Linked DNA regions of Drosophila melanogaster: region 2 is linked to region 1. A link is a contact called in public Hi-C data. All regions are on one chromosome and are shown on one strand. Each heading gives the region's core, a stretch centred on a gene start, on an enhancer-like site or on the middle of the called end of the contact. The rest is flanking DNA. Distances are from core to core; before and after follow the strand shown. Region 1 holds the start of Sf3a1 (Splicing factor 3a subunit 1). Region 2 holds the start of Dad (Daughters against dpp).

Region 1 (2,700 bases), core at 159-2,658:
ATCCGATCAGTAAACAATTGTTGATTGGGAATTCTTATTCAGCGATAAGCCCTCATATATGCGAACCTTGGGGTGAGCTTTTGGAATTTATTGGAATCTTTATCAACAAGTATATGCAAATGGGGTTTTTTGAATGTAACAATTTAGTAATGTTTATTACAATAAACAAATGTGAAAACCTGGTAAAAACCAATGCAGTCATTCATGATGATATAACGCTTGAGCACTCGCAGAAAGTGGAAAGTACATTTTACATTGATCAATAAAACAGTTTCCCATTTCTGTATATATTTTTAATACTTGTACTTAATTACAGGCTAAATAGTGCGTAGTGATTGTGGAAATTTATCGCTGTGAGACGACCAGCCTCCGCTTTACGAATGTCTTTCTGCTTTATCAATTAAATATTTATATACTTCAATAAAGTTTTTATTATCATAATAAACCGAATAACAAGCTATAAAATTAATAGGTTTCCCTCTATTTGGTCTACTTTTCTACACGAAGAAGACTGTGCTCTCTTAAAAGAAATTAGCACGAGAATGAGATACTTGACACCAAAATGTCTCTATAAACACAGAGTTTAATTTAAATACTGCTAGCGGACTCACAATTAGCATCGATTGTTGTCAATAATGATGCTCCTATTATGAAAGCCAGCAGGCAGATGTACTGAATTCCACCCATTGCAGTGTCTTTGTTCTAGAACTCGGATTTTTCAGCCACCGGTTGTGATTCACAAAATACCCGCACGTCAATGGGATTTAAGTCACGTCGCTAGCTTGTGATAAGGAAGTGATCCGAACTGCGACTCTATCGGACCTAATCCGCGCTTTCAGTCCAATTAAACCGTGTCGACGGCTCAGCGATTCGTAGACTACTGAGCTTGGGGGCAAATCTCGACAGAATCGAGTCGATGAGAATGAGAATGAGTCGGGTCGTTATCACGCACAAGGGAACCTCATCATCTGGATAATCATCATCATCATCATCTGGCTATCGTGCTGGCAGCAGACTCTCTCAGCGAATGAATAAAGTCGTACAAACGTAAACAAATGTTATTTTTGTTTTGGCTTGGTGAATCAAGCCACCCGTACAAAGCCGTACCAACACTAACATAATATGCAAATAAAGACCTCATCCGTGGGGTTCAGTTCTGCCCACGCCTTTGTCCGTCCATCTACTGATATATATGTAAAGATTTTATAAGCCATTATTAACGCCTGAGTTGATGGTTTGTCCGACAGATTGTTTAAATCCAGCGCCAAATTAATCGATAGGCTGAGCCAGTGGTTCACTAGTTCCGGCTTGAAACTAGTTCGTTTATTGAGTCACCCTAACATTACTACATGAATGTAAGAAAACTATCGATGGCGGTGGCAACAGTCCAACGATTGTTCCATCCCTATTCCTTCCACCTCTAATTTTCGGCTAAACAAGCGTTTTCTCATTTCTCAAAAAGCAATCAGATTTTATCAATAAAAGAGGACGATTTCACCAGCCATGGCAACTTTAGACGCGGAAGCCAACGAGGAGCAGTTCGGCAATGATCAGCCCAAGTCGATGTCGGGTCCAATCATTGGGATTATCTATCCGCCGCCGGAAGTTAGAAGCATCCTTTGCCAAAAAGAAAACAAACTTTTTTCTCAATTTAGCCATTTTTTACTCAAAATACATTCATTTAATACACATTTAGCGTTTCCCATACTCAGTTATCAAAGCTTTAACTATTAGATATCGTTGACAAGACCGCCAGTTTTGTGGCTCGCAATGGACCGGAATTCGAGGCGCGCATCCGCCAAAATGAGCTGGGCAATCCAAAGTTTAACTTCTTAAATGGCGGAGATCCCTACCACGCATACTACAGACACAAGGTCAACGAGTTCCGCGAGGGCAATGGTATGTTTTCGTTCACTTCCCATTAATACTTCCTCTTAATACATGAGACCGTTTCAGATGCCGGTATCACTGCCCTTGCCAGCATGAAGCAGCTGGCGGTGACCAGTGCCGCCCAACAGCGCCAGCAAGAGCTTCTCAAGCAAGTGGTGGAGCAGCAGTTCGTACCAAAGGAACCTCCACCTGAATTCGAGTTCATAGCCGATCCGCCCTCCATTTCGGCGCTGGATTTGTAAGTGTCCACTCGCCAGGAAGTTCCAATCGCTGTCTTATTGTCTTGCATATCTTTTCAGGGACATTGTGAAGCTAACTGCTCAATTTGTGGCCCGTAACGGCCGACAGTTTCTGACCAATCTTATGAGCCGGGAGCAGCGTAACTTTCAGTTTGACTTCCTGCGACCCCAGCACTCGCTCTTCCAGTACTTTACCAAGTTGCTGGAGCAGTATACCAAGGTCTTGATACCTCCAAAGGATTTGCTGGGCAAACTGCGTTCCGAGAGCGCACCGGGCAGGAGCAGCATGAACCAGGTGCTGGAGCAGGTTAAATATCGGGCCAACTGGCAGCGTCACCAAGAAGCACAACGCCGCCGTGAGGAGGAGAAGATCGAAAGGGAGCGCGTGGCCTATGCCCAAATCGATTGGCATGACTTTGTGGTGGTGGAGACGGTGGACTATCAGCCATTCGAATCGGGCAACTTCCCGCCACCCACGAATCCCGACGAGGTAGGAGCCCGTGTGCTAATGGAAGAGCGTCTAATGGACGAAGAGGGCGATACAGAAATGCAGATCGAGTCGGACGACGAG
Region 2 (2,920 bases), core at 16-2,515, 52 kb before region 1:
GCATTTGTTTGTTGACTTAGCTATTTTGCATAATCACGAGTGCACCTCTTCAAATCGGCTTGATTTTGAGTTCTAAGGAGTGGAAATAGGTACTTACTGTTTAAAATTTTTTGTTAGGTGGTTTCCGTTTAATCCTTTCCTTATGTAGTATTACTTTTTGATATGTGTAGGTGTATTTGATATGTTTAGAGGTTCACTTGATAATTTGTATTTACATTTACTGCAGAAGAAACAAACTATTAGCAACGAATTTGAATTTGTTTAACACGTGCCGACGGGTTTTTGTTATTGGATTGGTAACCGCAGTCGATTTTTTCTTTTTTTGCTGCTGGTCAGTCACTTTTTCCTATGCATGTGTACGTTTGTGTGGATTTAATAAGGTGCGAGTAATGTGTTGATTTCGGTTGAATATTATGTTGAAGTAGCCGAATGCCGGAAAACAATAACAATTTTTAACGTGGTGGAAAAGGTGTTTTTTGTTGGCTTGCGATTTGCGCTCTGCTTTGATTCTGCCGGCGTCGCTACCACCGCTATATACGTATACGTTTGTTTGTTTGTATGGGCCAGTGCAGGTACAATGTGTGTACGTGGCTGGCGAACAATTGCATTTCTTTTCTTGCTGTTATTTGCTCAGTTAAAGCTTGAACACACTTATTATTTGGCCCGCATTTTCCCCCCGATGCTCATTGATTTTTAATTCGCACACGAACACAACCACAAAACACACGCACGCAAACGAGATCGAAGATCCGTTATCCGGGCGGAGAATTCTCGCTCTTTCTTTGCACACACAAACACAAACAAATGCATAGAATTCATAACAGCAAGCAGCAAAAATAAAAGATTTTCGCCTGACGATTTCCAATCCCCTTCGATTCTCACTTCAATTGATTTGCCTGCTGCACTCACACTTTTTCTATGTATTTCCTCCTTCACATTTCAGTTCTAGAGCGCACAACAACTTCACTGCACTTGTTTGTTGTTTACGACGCCCGCGTTTACAACAACAAAAACAAAACCCGTAAATGTTGCGAAAAAAGAGTCGGGGAAAGGCGAAAAAGTCCGATATTTAGGAACTGCGTTTTTTTGTCATTTAATTAACCCAAAAATCATTTAGCAGTCTCGAACACAAATAACGTTATTTCGGAAAATTTCTCGTGGCAATACGTCAAGTATCCATCTTTTCGTTGATATCTTTCGGATTTGGATTTCTCGAACGGCAAAAGAACACACAAGCGACGCGGTTGAAAATTGTTGGGGCAATGAGCGAAGCGCTAACTGTGCGGATTGATAGTCTTTGGAGCTGTGGGGAATAAACGTGGGAGAAACGCCTGAGAGAGCGCCTGGGAGAGGGAGGTTTAGAGAGAGAGAGAAAAATTAAGAGACCAAGAAATTGTAAAATTAGAATCATACATAAAGTTCCCGTTCTAACAATGTATAAGAACTTCAGTTTTATTATTAATTAGAAAAGACTTGTTAAAATATCTTCATATTTTTCACATTCCCATTCCTACTACAAGTGCTAAACCAAAGAATCCAAGACATCTGAGAGTGGAGAGCATCCGTTGGATGGCTACTATGGCGTGGTGAGTTTCGTTTCGCTTCCGCGGACAGATACAACCTGCGCACGCACACCCACACTCGCTTCATGCTGGCAGTGCCGTTGGAAATAGTGTTGGCTAACGCGGTAATTTCAAAAATTGATAAGTTTTCCTAGACAAATTATGTGGGAAATACTAAGCTGTCCTATAATATAGGAGAAATCTATAACTATATGTTTATAATTGAAAAGCCGTGTTCAGTATGAGCATTTTATAATTTAAGTTAAAAAAAGATTAATGTACCTTAAAATTTTATTTAAGATGTCTTAAAAGGTAAATGCTTAAAAGGCATACAAGGTTTAATTAATTCGAATCAAATTAAAAACTCTCAGTACATATTAGCCCCTGTTAAATACGTCTGTTGAAGTTGCCAAAAAACTCAACTCCCTCGATGCTGTCGAGAGCGGAGAACCTGAGGAAGCAACATCGACATTTAGCGCGGTCTTGGTTGCCGCAAAATGTGATGAATGGTTGTGATCAAGGGCATATCAGTTGCATTGCCTTGCCCATGTCTGCCAAACACACGGACGCACACACGCCCATACAAAGTGGCGCCCCTGCAGCGGCCCTACACACACAGAAACACACTTAAAGCGCGCAGCGAGGATCGCATACCGCACTGCGAGAAAAGTCGATGGAATTATCTATGCTAAAATTTTTTACAGTCGTTATTACTATAACTAATTCTCTAAATAATAATAAATATAAGTTTACCTTTAGTTCATCTATGACATACAGTACAGTGCAATACAGTGGCAACGTCGAATTTAGTTATTGTAGTTTATTGTAATTTAAAACCGGTATTACTTAAACGTGTAAGGAACACAAGATCACGTCCAGATTTTTCACAGTGCCAAGCAGACGCTCCAACAGGAACCCTGGTTCGTCAGTTCCAGTAGAAATACATAATTGTCTCTCGTTTGGACGACTCGAAAACACAAAAGCAAATAGGCTCCCGTCATTACGATAATAATAGGTCGGGAACAGGGAACACAGGCCACTTGTGGAGTGAAACCGGCAACCGGCGATGTTGGCAGGAGGAATTTGATCGCGTCGTGAGCGTTAAATAAGCGAGAGTCGGGCCCCTGACTTGCCCCGTGGAGGGGCATGGGTATTAACTCCGGAAAGGACGGCGGCAGGAGTTTGAATACATTATTTTCTTATGAGGCCAGAGACATTCCGCAAATGCTAAACAAATAATACGACAGCGAGGAGTAGCGTCCCACAAAGCATCTTATTTAAAGGGCCTCAATTATTCAGCAGTGCCTTTGTTATGGTTAACCCTTTTCTTAGAATATAAAAATATTGCAACTCTACTA

Evidence for each region. A called contact is a pair of places that touch in the nucleus more often than the background predicts.
Region 2: a Hi-C map of the Kc167 cell line shows a contact between it and region 1, with 4 times the contacts expected there. The contact joins the promoter of Dad here to the promoter of Sf3a1 in region 1. A contact is called at or near these places in 28 of 107 Hi-C or Micro-C datasets (the Clone 8 cell line, the D17-c3 cell line, the Kc167 cell line and 11 more) and 4 of 6 datasets of contacts at active chromatin or transcription factors (the Kc167 cell line and the S2 cell line).

The regions. Positions count from the first base shown.
Region 1 is chr3R:17,001,063-17,003,762 of dm6, reverse strand. Sf3a1 (Splicing factor 3a subunit 1) reads left to right here and starts at 1,408. Exons shown (of 7, transcript NM_142326.3): 1 at 1,408-1,612; 2 at 1,735-1,899; 3 at 1,957-2,128; 4 at 2,190-2,700. The coding sequence starts at 1,504. It overlaps Irc (Immune-regulated catalase), which reads right to left and starts at 888. Exons shown (of 11, transcript NM_001275724.1): 1 at 612-888. The coding sequence starts at 687.
Region 2 is chr3R:17,052,352-17,055,271 of dm6, reverse strand. It overlaps Dad (Daughters against dpp), which reads right to left and starts at 1,265. Exons shown (of 8, transcript NM_057912.4): 1 at 910-1,265; 2 at 98-236.